3 separate regions of the Mus musculus genome follow, and regions 2 and 3 are each linked to region 1. Evidence: chromatin contacts called from public Hi-C and HiChIP or PLAC-seq data. All regions are on one chromosome and are shown on one strand. The core of a region is the stretch at or near the end of the contact, and the rest is flanking DNA. Distances in the headings are between cores, read along the strand shown.

Region 1 (5,095 bases), core at 1,097-3,596:
ACGTTAATGGTTAGTGATGATGTGAGTCACCTTTTCGTGCGATCATCGGCCACAGGTATATCGTCTTTGGAGAAATGTCCATTTTAATCCTTTGCTCATTTTTAAGTTGAGCTTCTGTTTCTCTATTATTAGACTATACGAACGCTCTGTGCTCTACATACAAGTTCTTTATTGGGGTTTCTTTTCTTTCCAGATGGCATCCTTGGAAACACAGGCTTTTAGATTTATAGTGCAGTCCAGCTTACTATTTTTTTCCTTTATTGCCGGTGTTTTTTGGTGTCATATCTAAGAAATCATCACCACATCTAATCAAGTTGTAGCCCTGCTGTGTCTTCTTCTGGGGGTTGTTTGTTTTTTCTCTTATGCTTAGGTCTTTGATCCACTGGAGTCAATTTCTGTCGCTGCAGCCAGAGGTCTGGCTTCATTTTTTTTTTTTTTTTTTTTTTGCATGTTACTATCCAGTTATTCTAGAATCGTTTATAAAAAAATAATGTCTCTCTCCATTTAATTTTCTAAAGGATCCTTGTTAAAAGTGACTTAATTCTAATGTGAAGCTTGGTTTCTAGAGTCTCTGTCCCTTCCACAGATCTATTTGCTGTATTTATATACCACACTGTCTTGATTACTGTCACTCAGGAGTTGGATTTGATATCAAGAAGTGTGAGTCTTCCAACTTTCTTTTTCATGACTGTTTGATGCATATGTGTGTGTCTGTGTGTGTATGTATGTGTGTGTCTGTGTGTGTGTATGTATGTGTGTGTATGTGTGTGTGTCTGTGTGTGTGTGTCTGTGTGTGTATGTATGTGTGTGTGTGTGTGTGTATGTGTCTGTGTGTGTGTCTGTGTGTGTGTCTGTGTGTGTGTCTGTGTGTATGTCTGTGTCTGTGTGTATGTGTGTATATGTATGTATGTTTATGTGTGTCTGTGTGTGTGTGTGTATGTATGTGTGTGTATGTATGTGTGTGTGTATGTGTGTGTGTGTGTGTATGTGTGTGTGTTCTTTCTAACCTATTTCATTTTATAGGTATCCTTTTTACAGTTGACTCCACAAGCAAAGCCCTTCATTTTGGTTCTCCATGAGCGGTGTCTTTTCTTCCTTTTGGAGATGCCCTGGCTGCATCCTGCTGGAACTGCCTTAATCAGCAAGGTGCCCCTTTCTGGAACTGTCTGAGTCAACCTGGTGAACAAAAGGCTCTCTGTAATGGTTGTGGATTGTTCCTTCTTCCTCAAATATGTTCCTGGGCCAGGTTTCTCTTCGTAGTATTGTTGTTTTAAACTCTTGAGACCTTTAAGATAATTATTCTATCTATGATTATTCCAGTTGATTGTTCAAGCTTGAACTGAGTGCATTCCTTAGTAACAGCCTCTTTGGAATATTTTCCATGTGTGTATACAAAGTATACGTAATGAGACAAGCATAATTTATAGTGATATAGGCATATACATACAGTTTTAGACAGTTATGGGGCCTATGGAGCCCATACATACATAGATATATATTTTTACTTGTAAACTTCTATATGTAACTTCTTCTCTAATTGATTAAATGTAAAGTCAGTTTCAGTCCCCCCCATAGAGTAAAATTTTAATACAAAAACAAAAAACAAACAAACAGAAGAACCTGTCCCTCCTCAGGCATTAAGGTAGTATCTATGTCAGTTTTTTGTGTCCCAAAGGACACAAGTCCCTCAGTACCATCACACTGGCATTTAAGGAACTCTGAGACTAGCAACATTTAGTTAAAATTCTATCAAGTCTTCACAGGTAGCGAGGAAGGCATCCTGGCATGAGAAACTTGTTATTTTTCCAAACGTGTAAGCCATCCCATATGTGGCGCACGCCTTTAATCCCAGCACTCGGGAGGCAGAGGAAGGTGGGTTTCTGAGTTCGAGGCCAGCCTGGTCTACAGAGTGAGTTCCAGGACAGCCAGGGCTATACAGAGAAACCCTGTCTCGAAAAAAGGAAGAAAGAGAGAGAGAGAGAGAGAGAGAGAGAGAGAGAGAGAGAGAGAGAGAGAGAGAGAGAGAGAGAGAGGAAAGGGAAGAGAAAGAGAAAGAAAGAAGAAATGGTTCTTAAAAAACAAAACAAAACAAAAAAAACCGAACCAAACCAAAACAAACAAACAAAAAAGAAGGGCTTTCCCATAAGTTAACAGTAAACAAGAAAAAATGATTTAAAAAAATAGGCAGTATACTGTTTATGTGGGCAGCAAGCCTGGTTTTAAATCGCTTCTCAACACTGTGAGGCTGTGAGAAGGCAACTCCGGGAAGGTAGTAGGTCAGAGCTTGGATGCTGAATATCCTCAAAGGCCCACACATCCTGGTCCCTCCCTCCTCTTTTGCTTCCTGGTCACGAGGCCTGCAGTTTCCTCTGCCCAGCTTTCTTCCCCTACCTCTGGCTGCCATCAGGCACACTTCCCCAAGTGCGAAAGCAATGTGTCCCCACAGCAAACCTTTCCTCTTTAAAAGCTAATTAGGACATGTATTGTTTTAAACAGCCAATGGAAAGCTGACCAAAGAAACTTGTTTGTTAGCAAGCAGAAGTGGATTTAGGGACCAACATGAGCAGGTTCCAAGGGTTCCTGATGGCAGGTTCATCGATAAGCCCCAACTACAGAGCACTCATGGGCTTCAACTATGGACAAGGGAAGGCAACTGAGAACGAAAACTCAGTGCCTGCATCGGCAGAAGAGATCCCGAGAGGGCTCAAATCTCAATCCAGTCCACAGGGTAAATAGAATCTCCTCAAGAAAATAAATGAGATCCTATTACCCACCGCATACAGTGAATGGATACCTATAGATTAGTGGTTCTCAACCTGTGGGTCTCCATCCTTTTGTCGTCAAACAACCCTTTGACAGAGTCACCTAAAACCATCAGAAAACACAGATATTTACATTACAGTTCCTAACAGTAGCAAATCCACAGCTTTGAAGTAGCAAGAAAAATAATTTTCTTGTTGGGGGTCCCCACAACCTGAGGATCTGTGTTAAAGGGACAGCAGCATCAGGAAGGAGAGAACCTCTGCCACAGACTCTGCTTTGCAAATGACAAATGATGGGGCTGTCATTTCTATGACCTACTGAGTCCCTATTGTTATTTTAACTCTACTGGATGAAGAGCCTCTAGTCCCATCTATCTGGGGATAATAGCAGATACTCTGTAAATAGTCTAGGGCAAATGGATGCCTTTGTAGACAATGCAGACTTTAATACTGATAGCCAAAGAGTAAAAAGAAATACCAATCTTTTGTTTCTAAAGTGATATCGCAAGAGCCTGTAGATACGACTTCATTGAGGAGTGTAATGGCTCAGACCTTGTAGTGTCTTTCATGTCTCATTAAATCTCTGTGTATTTCAAGCATTCACTCCTCTCATTAACCCTATAGGCAGGTGCTATCAGAACCTTTCAGCTGTATATTTCATACACAAGGAAGTCAGTGTACAGACCAGTTGAGTAATCTGCTCGTGGTTGGCAGAAGACAAAAGTGGGACATGGATACTTAGGGCAGATTTTCAAGCACAGTGAAGTTGGCTTATCACTGTTTCGAGTAAAACCAGACTTGGGTTGGACTAGTTGGTCCTTCAGGTCATTTGGTTAAGTGACTATTTTATGATATTATTTCTGTCTCAGTGACATGCATATAAGGGAGGGATTAAAAGCCAATGTCCAGAGCTGTAGTGTAAAGTCTCTTTACTCCACCATATGGACTGGAGCCTGTCTCTACTTGGAGCCCAATGCCGGGGGCTATGTTCCCATTTTGACTTAAGTTACATTTTAATTAATAAGAAGAAATGAATTGGTAATGGCTTTTACCCATGGCCTTCGCACGTGTGACAGGTCACCCAGGAAAAGAAACACTGTTTTGAATTCACTTTGTTCCTTCACCGTTGAGTTTTGAATGCTTCCGTTCTTCCCTCTCCAATAGACTTGCATGAGTCCTACTGGATGCTAACAGCAGAGTGTAGCACTGAACATGAAGAATAAGTAAGGTGCCCTCTATTCTCAGGAGTGGACAACCTCCAGGATTACATCCTTTGCAGTTGAAGCTGTTCATGTTCGTTAGCCTAAAACTGGGTATCGAGGGCTTTAGAAAGCAAAGAGTTTCTTGGCATCTTTGCTCCATTCCTTTCTTCCTTAAACATGTGAACCTCTTTAGAGGAAGGAAGGGTTAAATTTCTGAAACTGATTTGCTAAAAAGATGAATGTGGATTATTCAGTTTGCAAAGAAAGGAAAATATATGAATGCAAGTATCACACCAGAACACCAGGGCTGTAACGTCTGCCCTTGTGGACTGGAGAAAGCCAGTGCATTGAGTGCAAGCCTCTGTTGACCTCCATGTGAGGGCATGATGCTCAGGGCAGAGAAGATGGACAGGGTTAGTCAGTATCATTCAAAGACAATCTGCTGCTTTGGGCACTGACTGAATTACTAACCCAGCAAACTGCTGGCAAATTTTACGTGGCTGCTCAAAATAGGTCTGGTAAGGCCTGAGAGATTACTACACCGTGACTGCACAAAAGCTGCGTGGTACTGTGCAGGCACTTGATAAGTTTTTGTTGACTAAGATACACCTGATCGCCATGCAAAGACTATATCTATCCTTCCCAAAAGGATGGGTACTGGGGAGAATGCTGAAATTAGACTTAAGAGCCTGTTGTTGTTGTTGTTGTTGTTGTTAATTTCTCTAAGGTTCCATTTTCAAGACTATAAAACAGGAAGATCTAGGTCTATCTCAGAGAGAAGTTGTGGGAAATTAAAAGAAATGCTATGCAAAACAGCCACCCCACAGCATCTGCTCAATAAACACTTCCTCATTGTCAGGAGAGGGTGCCCCTTAGTCTTTCCATGAATAATTACCGTATGTGTGTCTTGTTCTCTCAATTTTTGAGTAGTTCTCTCTTTGAAGCGATCTATTTTTGACAAATTATAGAAGCAAGACAAAAAAATGAAGAGGACATTAAAAATCGCAGCAATCACAAAAAAGGGTTAAAATCTTCTTTGGGATATCAGTGCTGCCATACAGAGTAGCTCAGGCTTCTATCCGGAAATGCAGGGAGCAAATCCAACAGAGACTCCCAGGGAAGGGCCGTGCT
Region 2 (5,095 bases), core at 1,211-3,710, 150 kb before region 1:
AAATTATCATTAACACACTGCATCCGAAACTAAGAGCGCTTCACCCAAAATGCTCCCGCGGGGAAACAGCCCACTGAAATGACAGAGCGAAGGCAGAGGCTGAGGTCACAGCTCCTGGAACACAACAACCTGTAGATGTTTGAAGAAAGCGAATTATTGCTACGGCCGGTCTTGATGGAGACTAAACTAACTGCACTTATCTGTAATGAGTTTTTACAAAATAATGCTACCAACGCAGTTCACACATGCTGGAAACCGGGCTAAGCTGGCTTTCAGACATAAGGCCATCAGTGCATTCAGAGAAACAATCGCTGCAATTATAACTAATTAACTGGCCTAAACAGTTGGGAGCCGGTTGGAGAGGTCTGAGCTGAAATGTAAATGAGGAGGGAGGGGCCTGCTGCAAAGAGATGGTGTGGCATATTTGTTTTGTTTTGACTTCTTTCCAGACATATTTCAGTTTGCATAAGTATTTGAAGGTCGGATCAGACAGGATTTACAGCACAATGGTATCAGGAATGTCTTTATGAAAACTCTGATATGGTCTAAATTAGGTTTCAAGAAGGGGCGGGGCAGCCGTGGGAGCTCAAGTCTATATCAGTGTCTACTCTGCACCCTAATGGGCACCTCGAACCACTTCATCCGTCACAGGCCAACAAGTGAGCCCTTTAGGGAGTGGATCTCAGCTATCGATTCCTGCAGCATCAGAGGCAGCCCCGAGGGAGCTCCCCAGCCCGCGGATTTCGGATTTCAGCAGTACTCTTGTGACCTTTGGTTGACCTTGGGCTCTGCGAGTGGAGGGTTAAAGTTGTCTTTTGGCATTGGAGCCTGGCTTTTTCCTTCTCCAAATGCTTTCAGAGAAATCCGAGGGAACCCCACCCCTCTGCAGTGGGCAAGCTGCTTCCTGTAGAAGTAGAGAGGATCCTGCTTGCTCCGGTGAAAAGGGCTCTTCAGCACAGAAATGCCTTCTCTTTCTCGAGAAGTCTGCTTTCCCCTCAGCCTCTAATTACCACAAAGGCCTCTTTTGGCGTCTTCTCCATGAAGGCAGATAAAACAAAGCAATGTGTAAAAATCCAAAATCTGAGTGCTTTTAAGGTGAGAATGAAGCCAAGCCTGGCAGGCACCTGACAGACTAAACCGGAAGAGCCCGCTCCTCCATAAACTCAGTTTCCCCTCGGAGGTGATGGCTGAAGGGCAGGTAAGTCAGATGGGCCTGAAACTGCAGCAGCTGGCTCTCTTTAATAATGCCCGTCTCAGTGCTCGGCATGGCTATTTTGCGGCGTGCTGTGGAGTGAACAGGAAAGCTTCCAAGAGAGGTTTAATTGTTTACATTCAATGAAAGGAAAAGTCGGACTAGAAGTGCTCAGATATAATCTCGCTCTGATTAAAATGGTTCTATTGTGTTATGACCCATAACCCTGTTAGAAAGGTGAATCCAGGACTTTGCCCAGCCATGGGCACCCCTTTTATACAAGGGAGCTATACATGCAGGCATGGACGGACAGACACGCCTGGTGGCTCGCAGCCATCCTGGCTGCAAGAAGGGTTTATTTTCCTTTAGGAGTCCACAGCTGATCAGTGTTCTGCTGCCTGGGCTGTTTCATAACTTTCCGTGTAATTAAGCAGTTGGCATGACCTTCCATAGCAAGATAATAACAGGAGTTAGCCAAGGCAGGGCTTGTGCACAAGAACCCTTTGGGCTGCTCAAGCATTCAAATAGATGCAAAGCCAGCTTCCTAATCCAAAACCCAGTGGCACCTGGCTCCCTAGCATGTGAGCACACATACACACGATCATGCACACACACACGGCAAGCAATCATGGCACTATTTCCCATAACTCAGTAACCGCAGGGTCCAATTCAAAGATGGAGGGAAAGTACCCTGTGCACCATGTCTTACGGCTGAGCCTGGAGGTGTGCGTCAAGGTCACTCATTTTGAAACGGCAAATCTCTACAGATCGCCAGAAACAAGCTGGTTTTGAAAGAAATACGTCTGACTTTAAAAGAAAGCACATTAGCCACTGAGCACCAAATGGGTTTTAGTAAATGTATTTAAAAAAAAAAAAAAAGTCGGGCCTTCTTGGAAGGTGAAATCTGAATTGTGTTTCCTGCACAGCACAGAAAGCAAGCAGTGGGTGGGAGAGAGGGTAGCCTACAAAGATGGCCGCTGCCACCCATGCTGTTCCTTTCTGGGCTGCATATGCTGTCTCTGCATTGAGGAAGGAGCATTTGAGTCTCTCCTTGGATCTGAACCGTACGCTTAACTGGACAACGACGATGACAGGAGTGTGTCTGTGACTTCTGAGCCGCCTTCTTAGCTGCACACGGTCCGGCGGGTCCCTTTGAAACTCTGCCTGGCGGAGTGCTTCTGCCGGGACCTTGTCTCTCTGCTGGGTGAGACTCGAAGTTCAGTAAAACCACAGCAGCTTGCAGTGAGCAGCCGGAAGCAGCTGCAGGCGGGCGGGCGGTGACGGAAGCCTTCCCAGCGAGTGCGCACCCTCATTAATAACAGCCTGCAACTGCGTACGGATGCTGAGCAAGAGCTACCCATCCAAACCCAGACAACGCTGCAAACAAGACTGTGGAGATGAGGAGCATGTGTGGGGCTAACAAGCACAGTCTTTGGTCATCTTTTTGTCATAGATTTATAAGAGCCACCTGTCAATGAGGGACAGTAACTCTTTACTGGATGTTTTAAATATATTTTGTTCATTTTAAGAATTTACACATATAGAATACACACATACATACACACATATATATACACATATATATATACATATACACACACATATATAATATACATGTATATACATATACACAAATGTATGTATGTGTGATAATCTATATGCATATGTATACACCTATATAGCTATATAGATATATATACCTATAAATCTATGTATCTATATACCTATGAATCTATATATCTATATACCTATGAATTTATGTACCTATATGTCCATATCTATAGCTTTATCATCTATATCTATATCTATATCTATATCACTAAGCTTGATTTGCACATGCTACCTATATTCTCTTGTTACAGGGTCACCCACCAGAGCACAGCGACCACACTTTTAAAGAAAACTGACTCTTCATTTCTCAGAAACCATAACTTGATAGTTCCTCAGTTAGAGGCAGGGAATCATAAGCCCCGCCCTCTCTCCAAGCTAGAATGCTGACTGGCTTGATCTTGCACAGGTCTTGTACAGTTTGCTGGACATTTTCACACATTTTTCCTCTTGTTGCCACTTTGCCTCTCCTCTGCCATTCAGTTTTTTTGTTTGTTGTGGTGTAGTCAGTAGTTTCCATTATTTGATTCTATGGTTTCTCTTTTACAATATTTATTTCAAAGACCTACTTCATGCCAAGTCTATACCCATTTATTTGACCATAAGTGTTTGAACTTTACAAATACTCATTATTGGGCACCTCTTTTGTGTCAGGTACTCTCTTGCTAGATAAATAGTGGATACGATAGACTAGGACCAAGCTTTCAATGAGCTATAAAGCATGGTCGTAGAGACATCATTCTCATTAATGAAAAATCTGTATGAAATCCTAATAGCCACCAACAGCTGGACCACATACAATGCTGCAAACAGTGAAAACGAGTGAGTGTTCTGTATTTTATCTATCAATCAAGCTACCTACCACCAGTGGGGAATGAATTTGAACCCAGACCTCCTATTAGGAATGAATGATGGGAAAAGGTATTACACTGCTGTGGAAGGAAGCCCACAGTGGAGTGATCATGGGCTGCTGCAGAAGTCAAGCACCCTGAAGGAGCTGTTGTTTAAGTACTGGCAGTTGTATAATTATAATTTTGCTTTATGTTGAAATCATTGACCTATCAGGAGTTAAAATGAGCTCAACAGCAGTGTTCCTAGTTGTAAAGACAACATGAGTGCGAGCTGCTGATACTTCGTGTCAAGATGTCTATGTGCCTGTGTGTCTGTCTCGAGGCCCTGGAATCTGTTTTAAAATTCTCTCTGTGCTCCCTACAATTATTTCAGCTTTATATTTGAGCCAGGATGAATGCTGTGCTTTAACAAATACTCTTACCAAATCGTTTCTCTTGATGTACGCTGGGCTTCTCCAACCAATTCCCTGAGCCCACATTTGAACTAAGATTCACTTGTTCCAGCTAATCTCACCCTTCGTTTTCTAGTAATGCATGCTTATTTTGTCAATATCTGTAGTAAAATATTATTGTAGCCATATTTATTATACTTTTTAGTCTAACTTTTAAAAATGTTTATTATTTTTAAATCATGCATACTAAGCATGCCCTATCTCAAGAATTGCAGAACGACATCCCTGCATCCCTCCACTGCTCTGACTCCTGCAGAGGGCCTTACATGAGCCTTTTTGATCTGTCACTTTCATGCCTGCAGAAGACATCCACTAAGCATTCTCTTGTTTTTAAAAGCACAATGTTAAGTGGTCCTTATTCTCCAGACATGCCATTTCCTTTGTCTTGTCTCTAACATCTTTTTCAAGTTTGAGTCATTCAGTATGTTTTTTTCTCTGTGCTTCCAATCTATGGTCATATCAGTTTGAATGCACCTTGGGTCTTTGGCTCGGTAATTTCCTTTTCTGGTTCTAGATCATTCACCATTCATGTGTGTGCACATAGAGATGTTCAGATGTGTGTGGATAGATAGATAGCTGGAGTGAGAGACGAAATACAGAACCCTCACTCATGGTCACTGTTTGCAGTAGTGTGTGTGCACACAGTAGTGTGTGTGCACACAGTAGTGTGTGTGCCCTTGACCTTTTCGGATCCAGCTGTTGATAGCTATTAGGATTACATATAGATTTTCACTCACGAGAGTAATGTTTCTATGAACATGTTTTTTGAATGATTTTTTAATAGAACTTTCTCTGGGATACATAGGAGAAAAATTTCTAGGCCATATTGTATGCATACATTCAGTCTTACTAGTTGATGCCAGATTGTTTTGCACAGTGATCGAACCATTCCTCAAGGCAATTTTTGACCTTCCACTGCTCCATATTACTCTCAATAATTGATATTTGCTACCTTTTAATTTTTTATTCGTCTGATCTATATATAGATGTCA
Region 3 (5,095 bases), core at 1,667-4,166, 130 kb before region 1:
AAAGAAAGAAAGAAAGGAAGGAAGGAAGGAAGGAAGGAAGGAAGGGAGAGAGAAAGAAAGAAAGAAAGAAAGAAAGAAAGAAAGAAAGAAAGAAAGAAAGAAAGAAAGAAAGAAGAGAAAAAGGGGACCTCTGACCTCTGAACACTGAGTATAGGAACTCTGCACTAATATGACAAGAGAAGATGCAAAATAAGTGTAGGAACTGAGAATGGTACATTTTCTTTCAGAGACTAAAAACAAAAATAAACAAAGCAAGCCCCAGGGATCGGGGCCAAAGCTGCCTCACCCAGGGCTAAAGGAACCTGGGTGGGGCTAACTGGAGATAACAGTTCGGTCTGGCTTCCAAGACTAGGGTTACAGTCCATGGCTTTTTCCAGTCCCCTGTTGAACATACGTATAAAACAATGGCCAATCACTAATGGCTACCTTTCCCTTAAGTAAAACTACAAGCAGTAAAAGAACAACCTCCTCAAAAATAAACCAATGGGAAATGTTTCCAGCAGGTGACTAAATTTGCAAGCATGTCCTAGATCAAAGATCACAGAGGACTCTTACTATCTATCGTTGCTTGGTTTGTAGACAGGAAAACATTAGGGTTTCCCAGTTACACATTCTTACTTGCTAGTCAAGGATGGATATATATATATTCAGAATTTCTTGATAACATGTGAGACCAAGAATGTGATTCCCATTCTTGTGTTAATGGGGAATGAGAATAGTTGGTTTATAGGAGCTCTTAAGTAAACATGTTAATGGTTAAATGGGGATTTTGCCCATTATGTTAAAAAAAAAAAAACTGCATGGGATGCTAAAACTGGTGTAAACATTGGGAAGACGCTTGCCCTATCAAAACTTGTGGTCTAGGAAATGTCACCTGAACTTAACGCTATAATAGCAATAAATCGGAGAATTTCTGTATGTGAAATACTACGTTGTGCTGGCTGGTGTATGTAAACGTGACACAAGCCAGAGACATTTTAGAAGAGAGACTATGTCCCCCACCAGCTTGTCCTTTGAACAGGCTGAATAAGCCATGAGGAGCAAGCCAGTAAGCAGCATCCCCCCATGGCCTCTGCATCAGCTCCTGCTTCTAAGTTCCTGGCTTGTTTGAGTTCCTGCCCTGACTTATCTCAGTGATGATCATGGGAACGGAAGCTGAAATATATATATTATCCTTTGCCTTTTGGTAATGGTGTTTTACGACAACAATGGTAACCCCCAACTAAGGTAAACCTGCGCCTTATTTGACTTAATCAAGAACCCAATGAGATGGACTACAATATTTCTCTGTTCACTGAAACTCAAACAATAAAATGATGAGCCTAAACTCACTTGGCCAAAAGACTCTCACTTCATCTACCAAAGCACCTCTTCCTTTTAGCAGCATGGGCCCACTCCCATCCCCCCGCAGACATGGTCTTAACAAGACTCACATAGCTGGTGTACACAGCTACTATGTGCTGTCATTGAGCCTAGGGGAGAAATCTGCTCTCCTGGCCACGTCACACAAGTCACACCAGCGTCCTTCATAGCATCTTCCAGCTGGGACTAAATAGAGAAAGCACCTTCTTCCAGGCCATCTGGTGAAGGGAGACTGGGCAGCACGACCTTTGAAGTTCCTAATACATGTGGCTTCAGCCTCTTGGACTATCAGGACTTAAGAACATAAGCCTATTACAGAGAAACAACCAGAAAAAAGAGATAAGACATTCCCCCATGACATCAAAGGCCATTTTTCCCTTCGGTGGAGGTCTGGGAGCTGTCTAACAACCAGCTCACCGGGGAGAGTTCTGATGGGACTCTGAGGTGCTCATTTTCTCTAGGTAAGAAGAACACGAATCAGCACAGGCTGGAGACACAACTGACTTCCTTGAAAAAAATCAAGAGCTTTCAAGAACAGAATTGATATTTTCTCAGTTTTGGCTGCGACTCAACTGTAAATGCACAAATTAAAGCTAGTTACCAGGAACACCTCTTTTATTGCTATTGTCACACAGACATGTAATACATTTTGATTATATCCCACCCCACCCCCCTACTATCCTCACTTGGCCACCAACATCCCCTTTCTGATCCCCTAAACGTCTCCTGTCATCAGACTTTTAAAATAAATTAGATGAGCTTTTGCTATGCAGCCCACGCTGGTCTGGAATTTGCAATCCTCCTGCCTCACCATCCCAAGTGCTAGCGCTCCAGGCTTGAGACACCATGCTCAGCTGTAGACATAAAGTTTTAACTCAGATTTTCCCACACTTTCTCCATCATTTTCCTAAATCTAGATTCCAGACAAGCCATACACGAATAAATAGGTCAAACCCTGATTTGTAACATTTGTCAGTTTCAAACACAGGAAAGCTTCCAACATGGCCAACATCAAATGTCCATCATGACAGCAACGTCCCTAAGGAGAAATAAACAATGTTGCTCCATGCCACAGTGCTTCCATAAAACATACAGGGAAGATATAAATCATCTGAAATGCAGAGAAGAGCAAAACACAGGAAAATCAGGAGGAATTGGTGACATTTCGAGGTTTGTTGCCTTTGTGCCTAACATAATTTTTGCTCGTTTTTTTTTTTTTAGTTTTAATCAATGCACTATTTAGCAGCTGAAATTCCCACCTCTGTAAGCCAATCTTCTAACCTACTTCATTTCATTTAAATACAAAGCAAAAACTGCACCTCCCACCGTGTAAAAACAGAATGCTTGGTTATGGAAAACCTAGCCACACTGTGCAATGGTCCCTTTAAAAGTCTTCCCTTGAAGAATGTTTAATCAGCTGAGCAGAGGCTCTTTACCCCTGCAGGAGTTAGGAGGATGTTAGCAGTTCACTGCCACAGGCTCCCAGGAGCCTAGCATCGTTTTGTGAAACCACACAGGGTGGAGCCGGGCCTTCTTCTCCCAGGAGAGGAAATGACCAAAAGAATACCACGTGTGGCATTCCCATAGCAGCAGAAGGGAGGCTGGAACTCCCAGAGCAAAGGGAGGCACAGGAGACCACGCCCTGGAAACTTGCCTTTTCCATGGTCGGTCGGAAAGGACCCACAGTTTGTTCTGTGAGGTTTGAAGCATCAGGAATGGTAAACAGAACAGTATTATTCTCTTATTCTCTCACCCAAGTCTTTGTTTCTTTCCGCTGGTGTCTGGAAAACCTGCTTAAAGAGTTATTCCAAGTGTTTTTGTCAAGTCTCTAATCTGTCTTCAAAAATAGCCCGGAAGAGGAAACAGGCTATTTACCCCAGAGAGCAGGGTGGAAATGGCCAGGAAAAGTCTCTCCATAGCACCTAGCTGAAAGCCACAAGTGAAGAACGGGAGGTCTGAGACAGAAGCCAGCCAGTGCTGCTAGTCTGCAGCTTTCTGCTTATCCTGTAGTTTCAAAATGGGGACAGGGGGGTCAGCTGAAATCTGCTGTTGTGTGACAGTGGGGGTGGGGGAGGAAGAGGAGGTAGGAGGGGGAGAGGGGGTGCTATGGATGGTGGGGAAGGGCCTATAGGACTGAAATTGCCGAACAGCAGGGAAATCAACTCTGTAATTCATAGCAAATCCTGTTTAATGTGCATTCTCTCAGAGGGGGCTGAGCGGGACCCGTCAGCCATACATCCAAAGTTGATTAAAACCCTGACGTTTCTCATAATTGGACCTCATTAATAAATTCCTCAGGGTTCCAGGAGGCTGTGAGGAAGTAAAGCAAAGAGGTAGGGAAATGAGAGCAACAGGAGATTGCAAGGTCCCAGATGCGGAGTTAATCCCACTCAATCAGACTGGACAGAAACTTTATGTTCACAACGACCTGCTGCTCGTCAGCCTTCTTCCCCTCCTCAGCAGGGCAGGCTTTTCTTCAGGCACTACGCCCTGAGCTTTAAAACCCCATATTCACCATGCTAACAAGTTAGGAACTGATTCTCCTCACTGGACACTCTCATGGTTTCTCAGCTTGAACTGAATTGTTATGTGTGAACTTGACTCGGTTAAGGGATGCCCAGAGAGTTGACAAAAGGTTGTTTCTCACTATGTCTAGAGAAGGCAAGTGTTTTATGAGATGGACTAGAGAAGATGCTCTCACCTCTGCAGGCTAACATTATCAAGCGTAGCATGTAGATAGGTATATACGGCCCTTGATGGCTAGTTAGAGCAAAAAAGGAAAGAATTCACTTCCTCTGTTGGAGCTGTCCTACCTGCTGTCTCCTTCCTTCTGTCCTTCCTCTGGTTTGGACTGACACTACACCACGAGCTGTCCTGTTTCTCTAGCTTAAGTGTGGTAGTCCATGGAACTCTGTAGCTTCCAGAATCTCTAGAGCCAAATTGCATGGTATATCTGCTTCAGTAGATCTCTGCATTCTGTTTCTCAGATAACACAATCGCAAACCTTGCCTGGAGACACTGACTTAACTTGTTGTTGTCCTAAATCATTCCTCATTAACAAAGGATTAACATCTTTTGTAGCAAGCTTGCTCGGTTTGTATTGTACCATTTCTTCTTCCTCCAACAGAAGTGAGCCTAAACTGCAAAACACCCACGGCTGAGATCTTTAGCAACAACAAGATGCAAATCACCCCAGTGACACCCAGACAGAGGCGCTAAACTCTGAACAAGAAAGGACAAGACCCAAACACAGGATTTGCCAGGACTTTGCATGCCTTGCTTTTGTGGTGCCTATATCACTGATATGTGAACCCTCTTCTAGGCATTTCAAAGGGAGTGGTCATCTAGAAAACCTGTGGAGCAAGGAAGAGGTGCTATCATTCAACATTCAGTACTCATCAGCCTCCATTCAACAGGGACTCCAAAGTCACCAGTCTTCAGCACAGCTCAAGATCAAAGGAAGAGTGGCTTCTATTGGATGTGATTTTTTTCCTTTGTCCATGTTAGAGTTAAGAGAGATGGAGGGAGAAGGGAGAGATGGTCCACCACATCAGTGGCCATCCTAGACTTGCCCCTCACTAAATCCACTGGCCCGTACCCACCTCCACACTCAGATGCCACATTGCTGAGCATAATGAAAAAGAGGCTACTATCAACTGATGCTGCGAGTCTTGGTAGGGACAACTTGGATAAGTATGCTTGGCAGTGTCTGGAAAGGTTAGAAAAGTCTGTA

The links. A called contact is a pair of places that touch in the nucleus more often than the background predicts. HiChIP or PLAC-seq counts read pairs in DNA pulled down with a chosen protein or histone mark.
Region 2: a contact with region 1 is called in an H3K4me3 HiChIP or PLAC-seq map of bone marrow-derived macrophages, with 5 times the contacts expected there. The contact joins two enhancer-like sites. A contact is called at or near these places in 11 of 39 promoter capture datasets (the 3T3-L1 cell line, 3T3-L1-derived adipocytes, the C10 cell line and 8 more), 16 of 484 Hi-C or Micro-C datasets (B cells, CD4 T cells, the CH12 cell line and 11 more), 15 of 115 datasets of contacts at active chromatin or transcription factors (CD8 T cells, the HPC-7 cell line, astrocytes and 10 more) and 2 of 9 other capture datasets (adipose tissue and liver).
Region 3: a contact with region 1 is called in a Hi-C map of bone marrow-derived macrophages, with 23 read pairs. The contact joins two enhancer-like sites. A contact is called at or near these places in 10 of 39 promoter capture datasets (the 3T3-L1 cell line, 3T3-L1-derived adipocytes, the HPC-7 cell line and 6 more), 12 of 484 Hi-C or Micro-C datasets (the Patski cell line, bone marrow-derived macrophages, cumulus cells and 8 more), 12 of 115 datasets of contacts at active chromatin or transcription factors (CD8 T cells, astrocytes, bone marrow-derived macrophages and 7 more) and 3 of 9 other capture datasets (adipose tissue, embryonic stem cells and embryonic tail).

What each region holds. Positions count from the first base shown.
Region 1 is chr13:111,821,637-111,826,731 of GRCm38.p6, reverse strand. The region is part of intron 1 of Gm41060 (a long non-coding RNA gene); the gene reads right to left. Among named protein-coding and RNA genes, the nearest start is that of Gm41060, 4.4 kb to the right of the region's middle. Within about 2 kb of position 2,346, at least 3 of the 459 cell types and tissues checked have an H3K27ac peak or open chromatin away from gene starts, as enhancers often do. A contact at or near this core is called in bone marrow-derived macrophages, where this site is marked.
Region 2 is chr13:111,975,281-111,980,375 of GRCm38.p6, reverse strand. No RefSeq gene overlaps it. Among named protein-coding and RNA genes, the nearest start is that of Gm15322, 17 kb to the left of the region's middle. Within about 2 kb of position 2,460, at least 92 of the 459 cell types and tissues checked have an H3K27ac peak or open chromatin away from gene starts, as enhancers often do. A contact at or near this core is called in bone marrow-derived macrophages, where this site is marked.
Region 3 is chr13:111,952,537-111,957,631 of GRCm38.p6, reverse strand. No RefSeq gene overlaps it. Among named protein-coding and RNA genes, the nearest start is that of Gm15322, 40 kb to the left of the region's middle. RefSeq lists an enhancer at 2,061-4,732. Within about 2 kb of position 2,916, at least 39 of the 459 cell types and tissues checked have an H3K27ac peak or open chromatin away from gene starts, as enhancers often do. A contact at or near this core is called in bone marrow-derived macrophages, where this site is marked.